2 separate regions of the Gossypium hirsutum genome follow, and region 2 is linked to region 1. A link is a contact called in public Hi-C data. All regions are on one chromosome and are shown on one strand. Each heading gives the region's core, a stretch centred on a gene start, on an enhancer-like site or on the middle of the called end of the contact. The rest is flanking DNA. Distances are from core to core; before and after follow the strand shown.

The links. A called contact is a pair of places that touch in the nucleus more often than the background predicts.
Region 2: a contact with region 1 is called in a Hi-C map of leaf, with 4 times the contacts expected there. The contact joins the promoter of LOC107921798 here to the promoter of LOC107922471 in region 1. A contact is called at or near these places in 7 of 34 Hi-C or Micro-C datasets (callus, leaf and petal).

The regions. Positions count from the first base shown.
Region 1 is chrA08:87,527,100-87,530,290 of Gossypium_hirsutum_v2.1, forward strand. It overlaps LOC107922471 (DNA-binding protein BIN4), which reads left to right and starts at 1,599. Exons shown (of 12, transcript XM_016852520.2): 1 at 1,599-1,990; 2 at 2,199-2,376; 3 at 2,566-2,627; 4 at 2,974-3,191. The coding sequence starts at 1,943.
Region 2 is chrA08:87,698,487-87,701,395 of Gossypium_hirsutum_v2.1, forward strand. LOC107921798 reads right to left here and starts at 1,607. Exons shown (of 2, transcript XM_016851645.2): 1 at 1,140-1,607; 2 at 628-1,052. The coding sequence starts at 1,217. The coding sequence ends at 783. It overlaps LOC107922481 (stomatin-like protein 2, mitochondrial), which reads right to left. Exons shown (of 9, transcript XM_016852546.2): 9 at 2,506-2,909. The coding sequence ends at 2,850.

The DNA.
Region 1 (3,191 bases), core at 349-2,848:
GGAGTGGCACAGTAGGGGGGTGGAGGTTGCAGAGCCACTGGGTGAGTTCACAGGAAATTCAAATACCACCATTCATCATTTGAAATAAGGCACCATGCGTCACACTTCCATGCCTTTGAATCGAGGGCACACTCTAAGCGGCTCATTGCTTAGGAGTTGGAACATTACTATCTATTTTATTAGGTGCAGCGTGATTAAACTCAGCTAAAATCTTTTATCTATAAAAAAAACCAAAATCAAATCGGATCTGAAGGCATCACATAATCACCGGTTATAAGTGACATGTATTTCTAGACTCGTACGAGCTATGTTTCAATCTTAGAATCCACTAAACCGTAGCTTTGATACCATTAAATGTAACACCCATAACCCGGTCCTGTGACCGAACCCAAGCTACAAGATATTACCAAGCAGTGAGTTAGGTTGCGATCTTCAATCAATTAACATTGCGATCTCCAACCTTAGTGACTTTATGCTATCTCAGTCCCTTACATCGTGGCATGACTCTCTGTTCAAGAACCTTCAAACCGTTGTGCACTTTAGCATTCTACACACCTACACATTCACAAGTGCACCTTTAAGCATAATCTATTAACAAAAGTATAGAATAAGATCAAAGTGCTAAAAATGACACAAAAACACAAACATACTTACAAATGACCAAAAACACAATTTAATCCTAAAACGACTTGATTTTACTCAAAAGTAAACTAAAATAAGCGTAGAAGGATTGTGATTGCATACACCTAATTACACCTATCAATTACAATATTTCTCTTAAACAACTTTGTAAACCTAATGTCTAAAATAAACTAATATGTAAACATTAAAGAAGTCTATATATTCAAAATAAAAAGCTTAGATCATTTATACAATGATAGCTTATTTCGCATATAAGCTAACATCAATGTTGTAAAAACGAGAATGGAGGTTAAATTGATTGAATAAGACCTCTGATTCCAATTTAACCATACAATTCAATTACACTGAAAAATTAAAAGAAATAAATTAATATTTATTAAAAATCCATAGAAATTAAAAATATATATTACTTTTTTTAAAAAAAAAGAAAAATTATATATAAAAAATCAAAGATAAAACTGAACCAAAAAATAATGAAAAAAAATCAATTTTAAAATAAAAATAATAAGAAAAATATGATTTTCTTATTTTTTCTCAAACTTCAATTTCCAAAACTATATGCACATTGTAGTTTAACATATTAATCGGATTGATAGACGTAAAGTTGGCTAGTAAAAGGGAGCAGCAACTTTAGAGTGTTGAGGAAAAAGCAAATGGACAAGAAGAGCGTCCAAAGTAGGATTTTGAGCAAAAACAATGGAAGTTCGTGTATGTTGAGAAGCAAGTCCGATATAGCACTATTGATTGGCATGTTATTATGGGTTTGCTGCATCTGTCAATGTATGTATCTGGTAAACAAAAAGAAAAAAGGTTTCACCTGGATTGAATATCATGTAACTGGTCAAATTCCCTCGCCCCAAACTCTCCTCAACAGAGCCCAATAAAGCCCAGTGTAAATAAAGCCCTAACTCAAAAACTCTGTATCAATCCTCAAATCGAATCTGTATCTGTAGGGTATTGGGCCTAGAACTCCATAAGCCCCCTTCCGTTTCTCTTGTTCCTTCTTTCCCTCTCCTTCCATTTTCATTTCTACCATTTCTTTTTCTCTGCTACTCATCACTTTCAATTTTCCTTTCTTCTTCTGTTTCTTTTTTTTTTACTTCTCTTTGATCTATTCTACACCCGGCACCGTTGCATTACTCTTAATTTGTTTGGTTCAGCTACCCAGTGCATAATTAGGCTTTTAGGGTTTCTCTGTTCACATTTTCTTTGGATTTTGCTTTGTGTTTTCGCAGCTTATAAGTGCTGCTGAGTTATAAATTTGTATAATCTAATATCAGGGAAGAATAATTGGTGCGGAATGAACAATTCCAGGGAAGATTCTCCAGATTGGCTGCGCTCTTTTCAGGTATATTTACCCTGCTTTCTTTAGCTTCTAAAATGTTTTTATTTGTTTGACACTCTGCACCATGCTTTTTCCCCATTATTTTCATGGCTAAAGTTTAACGTTTAATCAGATTGTTCTCTTTTCTTTTTGTAACCGTATAGCAGTTAGCCAGCTGTTGCACCTTTACATTGTTTTCTTACTGGTTTGCGAGAATTTACCTTGTTTTTAGGCACCGACTTCTACGCTGACATTATCTTCGGATTCCAATTCTTCTCCAAATGGTAGCCCGCGTAGGGTTGATAAAACTGATGCTGATGATGAAGACACATTGGAAAAGAGAAACCACGATAAAGTAAATCAAAAGCCTTCTGGAAAGAAGGAAAACGACGCCTTCAAGGACTCTGAAGGTAGAAAAGGAGTAATTCTCCTATGATAGTTAGGAACTGACGCAAGGGTTGTTTCCAAATAACTGAAATGATGCTTTAATGAATTGTTTAAAGTATATAATATTTCAGCTTCTGATTTCTGAACCCTTTCTTTGATTTTGACCTCGTTATTTACAACTTGTGCAATATGAACTTTTAGCAATGATGCAGGGAGTGAGGAGGATGGAAAGGTCGCTGCGGAAGAAATGTCTGAGAAACACTTGGGATCTCATGTACGGTATCACATTATATTGCCTTGGGATTGCCTAAATCTGGGTTCTCCTTTATTATTGCATTTCATGGTTTATCAAAAATGTCATCAAACTTAAAAAATTGATTTTAGATATCGTTTTGAAATTTATGAAAATAAAGACATTTTGCTTTGGAAAGAATCATTTCATCGTAGAACAAAACCATTTTCATTTATTTAACAGTATGATAAAAGTTTTATAATGTAAATTTTACTTCATATGTTTGAGACGTTTACTACAGAAAGATATCCAACGTGGTATGAATCTGATTAGATTGGAGGACCACTGTTAATATTGAAGCTGATGAAAGTGGTTAGATGTTGAACAGGCAGTAAATCATTCGATATGGTCGTTATCATCCGATTCTGAGTCTTCTCCTGGCCATTCTCCTCAAGGGAAGCAGAAAGTGTCTCTATCTCAAGAGAGTGGAGAGGCAAGTGATCCAGTTCTGACTGGCAGGGCCAACAGGTCTCCACTAAAGAAGACTTCTAAAGGAAAATCTCCAAAGAAGGGGGTAAAAGCAAGGGTTCAGACTCCCAAAAAGGA
Region 2 (2,909 bases), core at 357-2,856, 170 kb after region 1:
TTGTATCGAATAAGTATTATTTGTATTCTACCATTTCAACCAAGATTCTTCAATCTCTCCCTATAAATGGATGTCACTGCTAAGGCTATAAAAAAGATATACACAACTTTGAGATATTATTATTCTGCTAAAAAATATTACATAATTTATTTTCTAAGTATAGATTATATTTTTCGAAAATAATAATTTTACCGATTTCTATAGGAGGAGATATTTACTTTTCTACTGAAAGTAAGAAAATTATTTTTTGTTCTATATTTAATTCATGATTGTTCTATAAAAATTATAAATTAAATTTCTAAATTACAAAATATAACTTGTAAAACACCATTAAATTTTATATAAAAAAATGAAGAAGTTTAATTCCACGAATACTTTTTTCTTTTCTTGTTATATACAAATTTTTATGATGTGAATATATTAAAAAATTTGTAATAATATATATATAAGGATAAAAATATATATTTAAATATTTCATAATTTAAAATATATATTTATTAAACTATAAAATTATAAATATATTAAACATATTTTAAAATTTAAATTCAATACTTAATTTTCAATTCACTTTTCAACAAATTTTATATTTTAAATTCGATGATCAAAACGTAGGTTTTTATAAGAAAATTGTTCTAATAGGGATATAATAATTTATTAATTACCACAAATAAATATAAAGCTGATCTGATGAAAGTGATAAATATTACTATAACATAAAATTCAAGCCTTTCTAATTATGGAAACGTGATCAAACCCACTAGGCTTGAATTGTTGATCCATGATCAAAGCGAGGCAAGAGGGGCCTCACTTTTAACTTCTTCCTTGCTTGGGGCATCATTTGATTTATGCTCAGGCTCTTCAGCCTCCTGTTTTGGGGTAGCCTCCACCTTATCTTCAGCATTCTTGTCGTCGGCTTTAGCGTCATCCTCCGCTGGTTTCACGCTCTTACCAGCGTCTGTTTCTGCAGAAACAGCCGTTTGAGCCTTCTTTTCCGGTTCAGAACCATCTACCGCAGGTTTCTCAATCTGACTCTCACCTCCGTTAGTGCTGCTCTGCATTTAGTAAGAGATATCGATGACAAATAGTTTATAATGAAATAACATCATACAACTTGGAGGTACTTAGTGTAATTTATCTACCTGAGCAGTGGTGTCAGAGCTTATAGGAGCGTCGGCAGGGCCGTCGAACTCCTTAGGTTTGCTCGCACAGCCTCCCATGGTAGGTTTGGAGTTTGGGGATTAAAGGGTGCGCGAGTTTCTGGAGGTCGTCGGATTGTAGTTGGTTGAGGATGCTTTTAGATGCGGAGGTGGAATCGAAGGTGAGGCAAGGAAGGAATGGAAGCCAATCCATTAATATAGTAAAACGAGCTTCGAATATTTAGGAAATATTGTAGCGCCGTCTATTTTTGACTTTGTCAGTTGGTGTATAGACGGTGCCGCTTACTTTTCTCGTCCGCATTTCATGCCTGAGACATCACAACTTTGTGCTCAAAATGCTATTCGATTCAACTGAAAAACCTTAGAATTTCACAAGAGCACCCGGAGGAAAGTTGTGGCAATTATATACCTATGCCTCAGGAATTGAGACATTTTACATAATTGATATTCACTAAATTCTCGTATTCTCATATGATTTAAAATGAAATAAAATCAATAACTTTCTCTATTTTGATCACCATCTCATAGATGGTCAATGAAAAGATGACATGGCCACTTTTGAAAATGGTATAATAACTTCAAAATTTATATATCGTGTCAATTTAATTTTAAATCTAAAATATTTAACCTTTAATATTTATATAACATGTCAATTTGGTCTTGAAACTAAAAAAATTAACCATTTTTATTTATATATTATGTAATTTGATAACATTTCATAAGATTCACACTTTAATCATCTAACAGTTCAAATTTTGAAAAATAATTAATTCAATTACTTTAAAAAAAATACACACTAAATTCAAGTCTAACAGCTTAAAAAAATTAATTTGCTTTACAACCAACTCAAACTAACAAAAAATGAATTAACCAGTCTTTAAAAGATACCTAGTTCTTCACCATTTGAAGTACAAAGAAAGAAATATATGTAGTTTTTTGCCATTTGAAGTACAAGGAAAGAAATATATGTAGGAATTATCTAATTTAATTATAAACATATTTTTTTATAATATTTTTTGTTTTGATTTCTATTTAACACATTTTATATTGAATTATATTTTCATGTAAAAATAAGATAAAATTCGATAATTGTAAACAATGAGGATTAAATTTAAAAAGGACTAAATTAATATAATAAGTAAACTTTGATTACTAAATTTATTATTATATCAAATTTAAAAACTGTCGCATTAAATGGTTGATAAAATATTTTGAATGGTTAAAAATATATGTATGAATGATAACCAAGACAAGGGATTAGACAACGTCCCTAGATCTTGCATGTGAAGCTTTGCACTTGAAACCGTTATAGTAACATTAGGAAAAACAAAAATAAGAGTGCAAAAAATAAAGAAAAAAGAAGTTTTACTTTATTTAGAGTATAGGTAGAGTGTAGGATGAAGTTTTTTCACTTGGGCAACACAAGTGTTCCTTTCCTGAAAACTTTTTAACCTTTGGTTGGATTCTTGAGACAATCAAAGATAACTATATCCGTCCTACATGACATAGTAGTTCTAAACACTTGGCAAATGAATGAGCATCCTTTCATCAAATTCTAAAAACTCCCTTAAATCCTTGCCTTCCTTTTGGTAATTTTCAGAACCTTTTAACTACTACCAAAGATGTGCCCGTACAAGAACCCCAGAAACAAAATCTGGTTTTCAGTCAATGGGAATTTGGGTAAAATCACTTCTATTCTTTCTTCTTGGAGCTCTGAAGTGAAAATCCTACTTCACCAACATGATTTGTGTC